2 separate regions of the Mus musculus genome follow, and region 2 is linked to region 1. The links are chromatin contacts, called in public capture Hi-C maps. All regions are on one chromosome and are shown on one strand. Each heading gives the region's core, a stretch centred on a gene start, on an enhancer-like site or on the middle of the called end of the contact. The rest is flanking DNA. Distances are from core to core; before and after follow the strand shown.

Region 1 (7,917 bases), core at 1,561-4,060:
TAAGAAGACACACCCACTGTGGGTGTAACTATTCCCTAGGCAGAGGATTCTGGACTGTACAAGAGTAGAAAAAGTTAGCTGAGTACTAACACACAGTTATTTATTGTCATCCTCCAACTGTAGACATAATGTGAATTGTAACTTCAAGTTCCTGTTGCTGTGACTTCTTCCAAAATGAGGGACAATAACATTGAATTGAACCATGATCTAAAGTAATTCCTTTCCCACTTTAAATTGCTTTTGTTAGAGTATTCTTTCACAACAACACAACAAAAACTAAGATACTCAGTCTTTTTGGTTTCCTTTTTCTACCAAAGACAAGGAAGTGCCTCTGCTAATTGCTTCAGGACTCGGATGAGGTGCCAACCCTCAAAGATTAGATATAGGTTTCTCAGTGTAGGGCAAGGAATGAGATAACACAGCTAGGCATGCAGAAAAGTGAGTTCATCTGACCAAGGAAAGTAGGGGAGCCAAAGTGTGCTTCACGTTTCCTCGTCTCTATGCAAGGAAAGACAGGATCTACAACTAGTTCAATGATAAGTGTCTGGCCATGTCTTTCTGTAAAGAGAAGCAGGATGGGTGGCTTTCTTTTTTCCCGTCATTCTCTTGTTACTTCCCATTGCCTTCACTCTTGCTGCCCTGGGATGGTAGCTCCTAACCTGTTAGTACTGTAACACTTAATCATTTTCAGTAGCCACTTCATAGGGAGGTTAAGATAAAGTACACTCACTACAGGACTCAGCTTTCCTGAGCAATAATCACAACCTGTGTACTGCTAAATCCTTTGCTTACAACCTCACCTAAACTTTCAGTCTTGAGAGGGACGTGGTAGGAAGGCTATCACATCTGAAGTGAAGAGAAAACGGGAACACTTCCAACAGATAAGACAGCGAAGGGCACAAAATTTGCCCTTGGTGCCAATGAGGAAGCCATTCCACTGTGCGCTTCCCTGTGGAGCCTTCTCTACTGTGGTGTTTGTTTAAGAGGGTCACTCAACACAACCAAGGAACCAGAGCACAAAACAAGATGTGACAGAACTCTAGATCTGTCATTACATTTAGTAGGAGCTTAACAGCAACCTTCTCCATCTACAAATTAGGAATAATGAGCTTACACTACTTTAAACACTTGCCCATTACACAAGTAGCACATTTACTATACCCCATCATTCATATAGTCATAAATAAGACTTTGTATATTCCTGGTGCCTCCCCTCTCCCTAGGAAGTAATGGGGTGGAGCCTCAGTACACAGTAGGGAAATTCAAGAGAGTATGCTGACTAAAGATCCAGTCAATGCCTCTAGGGGATAAACAGAGGTCTACCTGTCCTTTGTGACTCCATTCTAAGCATAAAGCGAAATCTGCCTTTGTTCTAATTTGGGAAGTTTGAGGTTGACCTAAGCAGCTGGAAGTGTCTCCCTGACAACAGCATCACATCTCTAAGACAGGATAACTTCAGCAGCCTCAGAGGCACTTATGTGACTATGACTGCAGGAGGTGATGGAGGCTCCCAGAACCTCCACAGTGGTAGTGACCTGCCTTTTGTGTTGAGCTCAGACCTTTCCCAACTTCAACCTTAGGGCTAGTACACCAGATTATTAGAAAACAGTGTCTGGGATCTGTGCTTTCCTTTAGTGAATACAAACTGAATAACTACACTGCTGGAGCTATCATCAGTGGAAACAGAACTCATGATTACTGGGCTAGGCAGTTAGTACAGTGCTTGCCACAAAAGCATGAGGATCCAACTTTGAGTCTTGGCATCTATGTAGAAAGCTGGGCCTGGTGACATATACTTATCTTAACAGAGATTATAAAGAGGCAGAGACAGGCAGGTCCCTGGGACTCACTGTCCATTGTTCTAGCAGAAGCATTGAGTGTTGGGTTCCAGTGATGCTGATTCATAAAACAAAGCAGGAAGCTCCTGATGAAGCATCTAAAGTTGGTCCCTTGTTTCTGTATACATGCACACACACACATACACACACACAATAAATAAGTAAATAAATAAGGTAGACATCAAATTGACCTTTTAACTTTGTGCACACACAAGCACATATATTTATACCTGTGTAGGCACAAAAGAAAGATTAAAGAAGGAGGAGGAGAAGGAGAGGAGGTGAAGAAGGGGAAGGAGAAGGAGAAGGAGGTGGAGAAGGAGAAGGAGAAGGAGAAGGAGAAGGAGAAGGAGAAGGAGAAGGAAAGTCATGATTTCTGTCATCTGAATGTTCTTAAGGTCAACCATAACTTCAAGGTTGTGACTCTGTATGAATGAAAGGCAAAGGTGACTAAGTGACCAAGACCCATGGCAAAATTGGGATAAGCTTCTCTATGAAACTCATCTTCTGTTTGTCTCTAATAGTTTCTAAAAGTTGAAAATAGATTTTCAATACCATGTATTTGGACCATAATTCCCCCTCCCCCTGAGTATTCCAAGCATCAATCTCTTTGAACTTGGTGCATAGAAAAGGCCTGGTTTTTAGAGCCCCTGAATCCTGCATCATAGCCCTGGCACAGCACCCAGAACCAGCATCAGGAAGGTTTCTGGGAAGCACATAGGTTCATGAATGGTGGGAGGATTCCCTCGGTCCAGAGCCTGAGAGATGGCTGCCTGCACTTCACCTGTGTCCTCTGCAGGTGCATCCAATAGAGTAGCACCCTGAGCAGTGTTCCTGAAGGAAACTCACCAGTATGAGGCAGTTGTACTGGCCAAGCAGTCTTGAGGCCTGGAGAGAGGTAGAGGGGACGGTGGAGGAGACCTCTGTTCCTTTGGAGGGAATACAAGGGAACTGGCAGTACTAGGTTCTGCCTGCTTCTTCCTCTCAGTTACTTCCTTATATAGGTGCAGCTGGCACTGCAGCCCCACCTTAGTTAAACAGTATTTTCAGCCTTGGCTCTGGGGAGACAGAAACGGGGGTGGGGGGGGTTGTATTAGCTTTCAACAGGGAGATCTCCCAGATTACCAGTCTCTTTGACTCCATCCCTACCTGATCCTACCTCACTTCTGACACACCTACTGATTTCTTGCCTGCCTGACTTGGATTTTCACTGTTTTCGAGTATTCACATGGCTCCATCTTTACTTTGTTCCTGTAATTTTACAAAACCAGGGAAACAGCTCTCCTATGTCCTCATTCTGGAAGCTCAAGCACCCTGTCTTCCCTGGCAGGAGTGGTCACTCTGAGCAAGTCACATCTCATGCTCCTTCCGCTGAAGAACACATTTTCTTTTTACAAATAAATTTCAGAATACATTAACCCCTGGGCATGGTGAGACCCGCAAATGGACTCTGCATCAACTCTGCTTAATGGAGTGTGGGAAAATGGATGGGGCCTGGGAAGCTCATGCCTCCTGGTTGCAAAACCCTGATACTGCAGTTCAGCCTGGGTTATAGGAGGTAATGGGGAAAAATGGGCAAGGAAGGACAAACGTGGAACTCACCAGAAATGAACACGAACGTCTGTTCGCAAACTGATAGGGATGGGAAGAAGGGGATTTGGAACATGGAAGGAAGAATGTGACCACTTGAGAGATGTGGCTTAGACTGCCCATGGGAGACAGATTAGAGAGTGGGTAAGCTAGAAGGTTGGTCATGGCTTGACTTACAGTGGGCTTGAAACCATCCCTACAACTTCTGACTAGCAGATCTAGGGAAGCCCCTTCCCTTAAGCCTTAATTTACCAATCAATGAAATGAATATTGTTTGTTTATCGGGGCACGCTCTATTAGAATTTTCACTAAAAAACACAACAAACAGCACACTTTCTATAACTATGAATAAGAGTGCACAAAAAGGCACGCTTGTGGTACATGCTCCAAATAATTTTACTGATTGAATACGCAGTTAAAAACAGTTGAAAGCCATCAATATCAGAAAAAAAAAAAAAGAGCAGAGAGAAAATGTTTTAGAAAGCCCCACCATATATTAAGATAGTGCCTCTAGGAAAATAATTGGTTTATTTTTTTCTGGCTTACTGATCTTCTTCTCTCATTTCATGAAATATTTTTACTCCTAAAAGCAAGAGTCCTTGTCCTTATAGTATTCACTGAGTGACTGAGTTCAAAGGGAAATGTCCCCTGATGGAGTGTTTGATGTCAGAAGATAAGTCCCTTTTGCTGATAGTCCAGCTGTGAGAATTTAGAATGGCTGAGATGAAGGGGCTGTTTGCTAATCTGGCTTCTTGACTCTTTGTAGTCTCCCTCCCTTTTCCTGTATGAACCCTAGCAGCCAGCTTTCAGTGATCCTTGCTTCTAGAGAATTCTGTTCTGAAGCTATAAAACAGATGACACTTCCCATTAAATCTTAACTAGACTTCCTGCTCAAAAAGAATGTGGCAAGCTCCTTACCAGATACCTGCTGTGACATGCAGCCCATTGGTCCCCAAGTGGGAGGTCCCATAGCCATCCCTTTCCTCTGTATGGTGGCAGCTGTGTACGAAGGTTCTAGAAGCCCCTTCTACCACTGTCATAATCTTTGTGTAACAGCCACACAGATCCTGTGGTGGCCACGCCTGGACTTCTGGGGGCTCTTTCCCTAGAATCTGAATGAAGAAGTTATGTTTTCCATGGCCTGTTGTGTCACCATCCTTCCTGCAGTGGCTTGGCTGTCCCTGTCATGGCTGCTTCCACATCTGTGCTTGTGACATTTTTTTTTTTGCTCAATAACCTGTAGAAGAAACATAGGGCAGAATAAAAACAGAGACAGGCTGGGCTTAGGAGCTACATCCTGTACTTAGCCCAGGCTAGAGTTCTTGAGTCAGCCTACCTCCCAAGGAAAGACTGCTTTCCTGAAAGCCTCCTTAACCATGTAAATGACCCAGTCTACAGCCAGCTCTCCACATGCCTAAGCTTGAGTGCAAGATGAACAGCCTTTCCTAGCTCCTTCTCCTAGCTTCTTATCTTAGTCCTTCAGCTCTGTGTTGGACTTTCTCACTGTGTCCCTTTATTATCCCTTCACAAACCACTGCTTCCTATACCCCGCTCTGTGCTGTGCTCAGGACACATAACTGTAGACCCCAGTACTTTGACCCTCTGCCCCCTTTTCCACATAACACTTTTATTGACTCTCCGGGAGTACACATCACATACCCTGATTATAAATCCTTCCCAGTTCTTCCATGTTAACCCCCTGCCTCCCCTCCACCCCCCAGTGCTTGTTATCTCCCCACCTCCAAAAGAAGAAAAAATCAGCAACAACAACAACAACAAAAAACCAACTCTACTTTATGTTATCTGTAAACTCACTGGAGCATGGCCAAACTCTCAGTGGCCAGCCCCTTAAACAGTCCTTCCCCTCCCACACCTCTGCCAGAAGCCATGGAGACATACACTTCAACATCTCTGACACACAATCTAAGGGTTCTTTTCAGTGGCTTCTTGTCTGGGCTGTTACTTTTTGGAGGTGGAGTGGGGTGGGTGTAGGGGTTGACACTGTAGGGGTTGTCCTTCCCTCTCAACTGTGGACCCTCAGTCATTGATATCACAGCCTAAGTAGCTCTCTTGCTCTCCACAATCGGTGGGAACATGGATTTGGGGCCTCCACAAAGTTTCTAGCAACAGAACAGACCACAAACACACCTCCCTCCCTCCCTGCCCACCCCCCCACCCCCCACCCCCACCCCCGCTGCACAGGAGAAAGGGGGAGAGCAGACAAGCCCTTTGGAGGCTGCCTGGACCACAAACATGGCCTCAGGTGTCAGCTCAAGCAGCCCACATCAGTATGGACTCCAGTGGCTGCAAAGCATATGGACATGATTTCAGGCGACAGCAGAGACCATAGACCTCCACATGACTTTTGGTGATAACATGAGTCATGGACATCAACATAGACCTTGGGTGCAATAGGGCCTTAGATCCAGATGTGGCCCTTGGTGGCAGCAAGGATCTGGACATCATTACCATGGGTCATGGTGGCAGCCCGGCCTATGGACAGGTAACACGACTATTTGAATGAGAAAGACATACATAACTGACAGCCGTGGGGCAGCCATATGATTTGTGAGTGTTATGATGGCCATTAGCCCCTTCAATAACGTTCCTACCCAGGGAAGGCTCTTTGAGTAGAGAGTCACAGGAGGCCTTGCTGTTGAGTAGAGAGAAGGTGCAAGAGAGCTGGTGGAAGATGGGCGTAGTGGAGTGTGCGTAGACAAAGCAGGGGAGTAGAAGGCAAAAATCCTGGTTCCACTTGGTGACTTTTCTCAATAGGAATCCCAGGAAATCAGCAGCTAGGGACAGGGCATGACAAAGTACACTTTTAATCCCAGGACTAGGAAGGGCAGAGGCAGGTATATCTCTGTGAGTTCAAGACCAGCCTGGTCTACATAGTTAGTTCCAGAACAGCCAAAACTATAAAACAGACACACTGCCTTTAAAAAAAAAGATACAGCACAATAGGGCACAATAGGTACCCAGAAGTCCCCTGGGCACTTCCTTATCATACTGATCTTTCAGGGCACCTCATGGTAAAAATGTACTTAGTCTGGTTGGTTCAGATAAGCCCTGTTCTGTTTTCCTTTGTAACAAAACAACAATGTTGATTTTTGGGATTAAAAATATCTGTGTAAAAATATGACAAAGAGCAGCATTTGGCACAGTAAGCAGGTCTAAGGAACACTTGCCACAGAGCTAACAAGATTACCGAGCAAATTTCATGTGGGTGGAAATAACGAAGTCAAAAAAGGAAGCTGATGTTTGTTAGTGCGGAAAAGTTTGAAGAGACAGAGTTCAGCCTGTCTGCCTTACTGCTCTGGACAGCATTCCCAGACCGGAGTCAGGCCCAGATCTGTTCTTACTATGCCTTGCAGGGCAGGACCCCATCAACAATCAAGATTCCATTTGCATATTCAATGGAGGAGAAATGAGAGTGTGTACAAATGACTGAGGGGGCAGAATCAATCGACAGGGGCAGAAGGATCCAGAGTGGTTTAAAAACAACGCGACAACTCTAATTTCCTTTCTGTCTTTCTTTCTAAGTGGGCTATCCATACAGGATTGAGAAATTTCCAATATTCCAGGCTGCAGTCACACTTGAAAGAGGTCAACTCAGAATTCACACCATGTTGTACTGGCTTGGAGACTTCTTTTGGTAAAGGCCTCCTCTGTGTCTCTGGAGTCCTGGGGTGTCTTCTGGGTCTCCATGGAGCATGCTCTGTCACCTCTGGAGTATCAGGGAAAGCCTGCCTTGCCCAGGGTGCAGGTCTCTGATCCACTTACTGTCTCTATTACTTCTTCTTCTTCTTCTTCTTCTTCTTCTTCTTCTTCTTCTTCTTCTTCTTCTTCTTCTTCTTCTTCTTCTTCTTCTTCTTCTTCTTCTATATATAAAACAAAGGAAAGGTATATGTTAATTTGAGAACGCACAAAAGAGAGTATACACACATATATACATATATATAGAATATATACATGTATGTACAAATATATATACACACATATGTATGTACAAATATATACACACATATATATATATACATATATATGAAAGAAAAAAGATGTAAACTTGAGAAAGCACAGTGGAGAGTCACATAGGACAGAAGGAAAGGCAAGGGAAAGCATGATGTTTTAGTTTATTATAACTACACTATAATTACACATTATATTATATAATTATATTATATACTATACTTTAATTACATTTAATTTTAAAGCATTATTTGGAAAGGTAACAGTTCTGCCCTCAATTCTGGTTAGTGCCACATTGACTCCAGTCCTGGGAAAGGCTGATTTCTGCATGTGAGCTTTCATCTGGTCTTGATATAAATGCATCTACTTTTCCAATGATGGGCAAGGTGGCTCTTGAGATAGACCTGCCTCCTTGCTAGCATCCCCCATAAAGCCTACCTCCTCATTTCCCAAAACTCACCTGTGGGCATGTTTTCCCATGCTTCAAGCTTTCTGACTCATGTTTGGTGACAGGAACTCA
Region 2 (7,917 bases), core at 1,717-4,216, 650 kb after region 1:
AAATGTTAATCAGGCAGGAGTATATATTTCAACAGAAGAAACCTATGTGAAATAATGTTAACAACTATAAAGGATGACAGACATGGTTTTTTTTTTACATGAATAATGTACTTACATATTAAAAGTGTACTTCTACTCTTCGAATGTCCAGTCTTGGCTTGGGCAAGCATCCACTGCCTTGTGTGACTAAACCAAGAATGGTGTGAAGCCTATGGCTTTTAAAAATCAAGAAAAAGTCTGCCACTGTAGTGAGAGCCCAAGTGTCAGCTTTGGGTCTCCAAAACCACCCTGTGGCTGGGGCAGCTTACTGAACATAGCCTGCCTTTTGTTCCAGTGTCCCATCTGCAGAATGGAGGTGACTGCAGTCCCCACCTAACCGGTTGGTATAAGGACCAATACCTACATTACATGGACTGTTTGCTACAGAGTGTAACATCTAGGAAGTGCTCAGGGGCCTCAGAAGAAGAGCAGAAACATGGGTGGAAAAGTCCACAAGTATCCTGTCCTGGTGAGTTAGAGACAAGTAAGTCAGGAAGCAAAGCTGTCTCAGAATCATGCCCCCAAACTCTTTACTAAGACATTTAAAAGTTCCTCTGAAGATGAGGGACAACGTGTACATATTTGTTTTACAGACAATTACTTCCTCGTTTATTTTAAAGGGCACTGGTCATATTTTTGTTGCACAAAAAGCCTTTTTTTAATCTAAAAATTGTGTTCATAGGGTTTTCAGAAAGCATGCATAGTTTTTCTATATGAAATGGCCTCACTTTAAAAAAAAAAAAAAAAAAGACTTTATAGCCAGGCTGTGGTGGCGTATGCCTTTAAAACCAGCACTATAGAGGTAAAGACAGGAGGTTCTTATTTATCAAGCCTAGGCTAGTAAGGGCTACAAAGTGAAACCTTGCCTAAAAACAAAAGTGTCTGTAAAGCTGACAGTAGTATATTTGGAGATAAGAATAGATGTCCAGGGGCTGGAGAGATGGCTCAGTGGTTAAGAGCACTGACTACTCTTCCAGAGGTCTTGAGTTCAATTCCCAGCACCTACATGGTGGCTCACAACCATCTGTAATGAGATCTGATGCATTCTTCTGGTGTGTGTCTGAAGACAGCTACAGTGTACTCATATAAATAAAATAAATCTTTAAAAAAAAAAGAATAGATGTCCATAAAACCACATTTTCTTGTCCAATATCTATTTCCAAACAAGCAAAATCAAATGCTTGCCTTTTTATCTCCTGCAACCTGGATCCTTCTCTCTGTACATCTGTATCAAATAAAATGATAACTACCCTGGGTCTTTGTACACAAGAGGCTTTTTGCAAATATTTATTGGATAACTAATACATAAATGTATTACTACTTGTCAATACTTAACTTTCTTAACGAATGAGAATTCCATATTAACACTGCATGATTACTAAATATTGACCAATAAAGATCCTCTGGATGGGGGCTAAAAGAGGCAGATTGAAATTTGTACTTTTGGCTCCTCCTTTCCTAGAAATGATGTGTTAATGGAGAGAAAATTCTGCCTTGGGTCCCCGTAGGCTTTTTTCTTTTCCTTTTAAATCTAATTTCTTACCTAAATTGATCTGATCTTCCGACCCGACCCGAGGGAGGAATTCTCTGCTCCACAAGGCACAGTCAGCCTCTGGCAGCCCTTAGCTGCTTAAGCTCCCTCCCCTGTTAGTTACCTGTGTGAAGAATCTATCAAGGACTGGGGGCCTGGAACGGAAAGTATTCCTTGGGAATTAGCTGGTCATCCTGACAGATATCAGGGGTGTCGCCTTCAATTACATAACCTTCCTGAGCCTTGGTTTCTTTGACTGTCCAGTGGGCATATCAAAGACATCTCCCACTTTTACAGTGAACCCAAACAAAAGGACAGATGCTAACAGGTCACAGAGGTGCTTCAGTGGTCCGCCTACTTGCCCTGGGGTCTCTTCTGGAGATTGCACAGTCCTTGGATTCTCGGTACCTCTTTGATCGCTTTCCTGTCTTTTCCTCCCACCACAAAAAGGCAAATTTCTGAACTCAGATTTTTTTTTCATCTAGAACGCCTGAGCTCTCGGTCAGCTTTGCCTGGCTCACTTCTAAGTCCTGAAGGTCTTGGGAAGGTAAATCAGTCGTCAGTGAGCTCGGCTTCTTAGGAGTCGTGTCTAAACACAATCCTCTCTATTCTCTTCTCCTCTATAGATGGGAGGTGGACTCTGCCCGCTTCCTTCCTCAGTCACACAAAGACCAAACTGATCAGAAGAACTTCTGAGAGTTCCAGAGTTTATCACCTCCCCGAGTCCCTGAACCAACTGGACCTGGCATTATCAGAGAAAGGTGAGGTCTATGAGACAGAGCAAGGCGCACAGTTGGAGATTGAAGGACCCTGGCCGATGGCATCTGCCCAAACTGAGTTCTCCAGCTTCATCCACCCATCCTCGCAGCTACTGGAGCATCCGAGGGGCGCCCAGGAGACATCGAAGGCATCTCCTGTGCCACTGGTGCTTCCCAACCCTGGGGATTCCAGCCTGAAGTCCCTGCCTGGAGCTCCAAACCTGCCTTACTCTGCGCTCCTCCCCACTCTTCGCGCTGCCCCTCGACGTTAGTCCACGCGCTGGAGCCGAGCAGGGAGGTATGCTCTGTGGAGAAAAACGCTAACCTGTGGAAGTAATGTGCGGAGAAGAGACCCAGCAGCACATTCCCCGGAGGTCCAAAGAGGGAGCGCGGCTGCCAAGCGAGCATCCCTACCGACACCACAAAGGAAGGCAGCTCCTGCAGGAACCAGGCTATGCGTGCGGGCAGGAGGGGAACTCCCGACGACACACTCTCGCTGTGTTTCCCGTAACTGGCGGGTTTCCCAAAGCACAGGATCAGGGTCCCCATGGTGGCCAATGTGGCGCTACCTGCCAGCACCGGGACCTGATGGCACACAATCGGCATCTCGCCTGTGTTCACAGCTGGTAGCTGCTGCCCGCCTGGTGGAGAGCGCGGGCCCCTTTATGGAGCGCCAGACGCCACCCCGTGTCCGCCCCTCGGACCAGGGTTCCCTCCCCATTATAGCCCTCCCCCACCCCACCCCCCCTTCCGCGTGCCTCCCACCTTGGCGCAGCCCGCCCTGGCTCTGCTTAGCCACAATGCCCATTTCTCCCGTCTGGTTCTTTTGACTTCAGCTGGGACACAGAACTGAAACTTTTGTAGAGACAGACAGTGTTTTGGGGGGTGGGGGCTTCCCTCTCCACCTGTGCCCTCTGTCTGCTTTGATTTTAGTTCTTGTCCTCCATACGTGGCCCTAAGATGCCTTGATCCTCGTTCACCAAAGCACTGGGGCTTCTCCATCCCTTACGCACACCCTCAGCTCTGTCGCCAGGCAGTGCCCACCATGGATCTCCCTGGCAGGACTTTCCACCTGCAGCAGTTGTCCATGCTTCTCCACTCCCCTCAGTTTCTATCCAAAGCCAGATCCTTCCTCCCGTCCTGGGCTTGGCATTCTGGTACTTTGAAACCCCACCATTCTCTCTATGTACTGGGACCTCCTCTCCTCTGTTACTCTGCATGCCTGCTAGCTACAGCTACGGCCACACTACGACCTTCCCTCCACCTCTCAGGCAGGTGCCAGCCAGCTTTTAGGGTAAACGCCCAAATTCCTCCTGGGTCTCAGGGTCGCCAGCCTTGGAGAAAAGTTTGTCCCTCACATGTTCTGGTTAGCCCTGTGGCAAAGATTCTGAAAACTCATACAACACCCCGCCCCACCCCCAGGCTCCTCCAAAGCTGGCACAAACTCTGCCTAAAGTTTCGGCGTTCTCTAGAGCGTTTTCCCAGTTCTGAAGCGCTTGAGCTGGATTCCATAGAATGGTGACGATGCTCTCTAAGCACCCAGCACACAGCATTCCGCACACCGGACCGGACCGGATTCTTTTCCCGCTTACGTTTTTCCCACTCTTTCCCCAACCTCCACACACCCCAGCCCACTTCCATTCCCCTATCTCTATTTTGCTTCCGAGACAGCCCTCCTTAGCTGCTCCTTCTTCCCCTCTCCCCTCCTTCCTCTGCTCTCTATTTTGACCTAACATCTTCTCACCCCACAACCCTTTCCCATACTGCTGGTCCCTTCAGTCTTCCATCTTCTTGTCTCATCTTTGATTACTTAGGACCTGTTTCCACCACCCACCCCCGTCCCTGTTGGGGGCACAGCTCACCACGCTTTCTCTGCCCTGCCTCCCCCACCCATCCCCCCCACCGTCCCCTTATTTCTCACTCCTTAATTCCAGCTCACCTATTGTAGGATCATTCTTACTTCCCCATCCACTCCAACCAGTCCTGGAACTGGTTGAAACAATGCATATATCCGTCTGTTCCAGATTAGGGAAGTTTCCTCTGACAAATGGGGATTCATTATTGATCCAGGGCATCCTCTTCTTGCTGACCAAGAAGTAATAACCATCGCCCTGCTGCATTAAAACTAAAATAACAATCATGTTTGCTTGAAACCGATCATCACGCAGGAAACACTCAGACCGACTGGAGCACTTTCCAGGAAATAGCCAGGTGTTGATAGCTCAGCAGCTCCCTGCAGTTTAAACAGGTTTTCTATAGGTTTGACCCTAACTTCTGAGTTCCTACCTGTTCCTTAAAGATGCTCATATCTAGATTGTCAGCAGAAACCCCAAGTGTCAGAACTGCACTCACCACTCAGATGCCTTCCAAAGGCTTCCAATTTAACCAGTTTATCTTCTCCTACACTTTACCCAAATTCTCCCTCTGGGTTTTGATTGCTACCTCTTCTCCACCTTCAGTAACCATAGTCACCTTAGGAGGCTGCCTTGCTGGCTCAGAGAGCTATGGAAGTCATGGTGTCATAACCAGAACCTTGGTGTAGCTTTCCTAACCAACTCAATGAAATAACTGTGAAAAAATGAAATGTGCCCATCTCAATTCCTTCCTCTCCTTTTGTATAGCTTTGTCAAATTGGAATGTTCACTCTCCTTTGTATTTCCACTCCTATAGCAACTGTTTGCCAATTAACAACCCATACTTAAAGTCAACCTTACAATGAAAACATCTCCAGCCTGTGTATCTGGGGCTTGGCCAACACTATCTGATCCCAGCCAAACCTAGCTGATCTTTGGCTTTGCTTTGTTGATGCCTTGCTCTGTGAACTACCTCAGCATAGCTTTAAACAGGAAAGATCCTTAGCCCAGGCTCTCATCCTGGAATAATTGGACTAGACCCTCCATTCTATGTAATGTCAATAGAAACAATAACTTTTACAAAAATACAAGAAATAGCACAAGACCCAGCCTACTCTTGCTTCCTAATCATTCAACTGGCCAAATAAAATCACATGGCTGATTCATTCCCACTGTAGGAGACGACTTATTGCAAAGTTACACAGCAAAGGGCAAAGAGATATAAAGAGAGAATTGAATTCAAAAAGGCAACTGAATGAATTAAATACACAAAAGAGAGAGGATCAAATTGCAAATGTCAAGCTTGATTGGTTCTCATAAAGGGAATATGTTCTCATAACCTGTACCTAGGTCAAGAGACAAACTCAAAGCATTCTGGGGACTCCCCTCCCACCTCCTTACAGAATAACCACTGCCCTAACTTCGAGTACCATAAATTAGCTTTTCCTGCTTCTGAACTTCATTTAAATGGGATCAGACAGTATTTGCTTTTGTGTGTGTTTTAATGGTACTTGGAATTTGTTTTACTCTGTGACTGACTGTCAGACACACAGACAGAGAAATAATAGCCATGAGGGGAAACATTGATATTCTTACATCCTTAGAAACCAGAGACACAGCAAGCCACACAAGCCTATCTAAGAAACAGCAGGGCCCACCAGGAAGCATCAAGACTAAACAGATGAGGCAGAATAAGGAAAGACTACTTTATGTCCAGTGGCTTAGTGGTAAAGAGGCTAACACTGGTTGTCTATCTCTTGACCCTGGGATAATTAAAATAACATATAGTAGCCAGAACTTGAAAACCCAATACAAGATGGTTAGGCTTGCTTAATAAAGGTATATCAGAGTCATTTAAAATTTTGGAGAAAATATGTTGTGAAATTCCTGCCTTGTCAGCAGGACATGATTAGTTTTATGTGTGTGTGTGTTACACATTGTTGCAAATAGTTGTGACTTGTTAGTTCTCAAAGTGTAGTATTCATTTAAGAGAGTATATTCTTTCCAACTGACAAAAAAAGTAACTAACATAAGAAAGACAAAGTTTATTTAATCTCACAATCTGAGATACAGCCTGGGGTGGGGGTGGCAGGGAAAACATTGTGGCAAGACCCTGAGATGGCTGGTTAAACTGCAAGGCACTTAGGAAACACAAATGAATACTGATACTTAAATTTCAGTCTCCTATCTTCCAGTCCTGGATCCAAGCCACATATACCCTGGTGCTGGCTCTATGCAGGGTGGTCATAGGTTTGCCCAGGGGTGTGTCACCCAGATGATTCCAAATCCAGTCACCTTAACAATGAAAATTAATCGCAAGTTTACCCCTTTTCAACTTGACACAAACATCACTAAATCATAATTTTCCTTACCTAGCCCTATAAGGCTCATGGCAATATCAGAACACAAATGTATTTCTGTTTTAAAAACAACTGAAAGTCACATTTTCACCATTCAAAAACAAAAAGACCAAAAATGGAACACAGTGTTCAATAAAAACTAAAAATCACAATACTGTGGAGGCAGAGGCAGCTAGATGTCTATAAGTTCAAAGCCAACCTGCTATACATGATGAGTTCCAGGCTAGCCTTGGCTCAGTCCTAAAAGGAACATCTGTATCAATCCTCAAAAGATTAATAAAACATCCTATAAGATGGGAAGGAGAGAATGTGAAAGATGGAAGATGGAAGTGACTAGTGTCTGCAACATGATGTGGTCTGAACATGACATGGTCATTGCACAAATTTAAGAACACACTGTAGACATGGCTTCCTGCATAGGATCAAGCCAACAAGACCAATGTTCCAGCAGGCAGCACTAGCTGGTATCAGCAGGTTAAAAAAATATTTTAAGAAGGAGGGGACCATGGTATATGCTCACTGATAAGTGGATATTAGGCAAAGAGTGTGGAATACCCACCGTACAACTCATGGACCACATGAAGCTCAAAAGGAAGGAAGACCAAAGAGTGACTGTTTCAGTCATGCTTAGAAGGGGGAACAAAATAATCAAGGAAAGTAGAGGGTGGGAGGAACTTGGGAGGAAGAGAAGAGGGGGAGGGGAAAAGAGAAGAATCAGGTATGGTAGGAGATGGAGGAGATGTACAGAAGGTCAGAAAATTGAACAGAGGTGTGTAGCAATGGGGGATGGGGAACTGGGGGTAGTAACCAGAAAGTCCCAGATGCCAAGAAAGCAAGAGCCTCCCAGGACCCCATGGGGATGACATTAGCTGAAATACCCCATAAAGGGGAGGGAGAACCTGTCAAGGCCATATCCAGAGGTCAAGCATGGCCTCCCCATTTGGGGGGATGGGGCCATCCACTCATCTCCAAAATTTTAACCCAGAATTGCTTCTGTCTAAAGGAAATACAGGGACAAAGAGTGGAGCAGAGACTGAAGGGAAGGCCATCCAGAGACTGCCCAAACTGCAGACACCAAATTCAGACACTATTGCTGATGCCAAGAAGTGCTTACTGACAGGAGCCTGAAACAGCTGTCTCCTAAGAGGCTCTGCCTGATCCTGACCAATACAGATGCGGATGCTCACAGCCAACCATCAGACTCAGCACAGGGACTAAAATGGAGGAGTTAGGAGAATGACTGAAGGAGCTAAAGGGGCCTTATCTGGCATCAGTAGGAGGAATGGCCCTTGGTCCTGTGAAGGCTTGATGCCCCAGTGTAGAGGAATGCTAGGGCAGTGAGGTGGAAGTTGATGGGTGGGTAGTGGAGCACCCTC

The links. Capture Hi-C pulls out chosen DNA fragments and counts their contacts.
Region 2: a capture Hi-C map of macrophages shows a contact between it and region 1, with 4 times the contacts expected there. The contact joins the promoter of Srd5a2 here to the promoter of Capn13 in region 1. A contact is called at or near these places in 2 of 39 promoter capture datasets (embryonic stem cells and stem cell-derived epiblast-like cells) and 3 of 9 other capture datasets (adipose tissue, liver and macrophages).

The regions. Positions count from the first base shown.
Region 1 is chr17:73,396,486-73,404,402 of GRCm38.p6, forward strand. It overlaps Capn13 (calpain 13), which reads right to left and starts at 2,811. Exons shown (of 23, transcript NM_001033444.2): 1 at 2,688-2,811.
Region 2 is chr17:74,044,894-74,052,810 of GRCm38.p6, forward strand. It overlaps Srd5a2 (steroid 5 alpha-reductase 2), which reads right to left and starts at 2,967. Exons shown (of 5, transcript NM_053188.3): 1 at 2,654-2,967. The coding sequence starts at 2,934.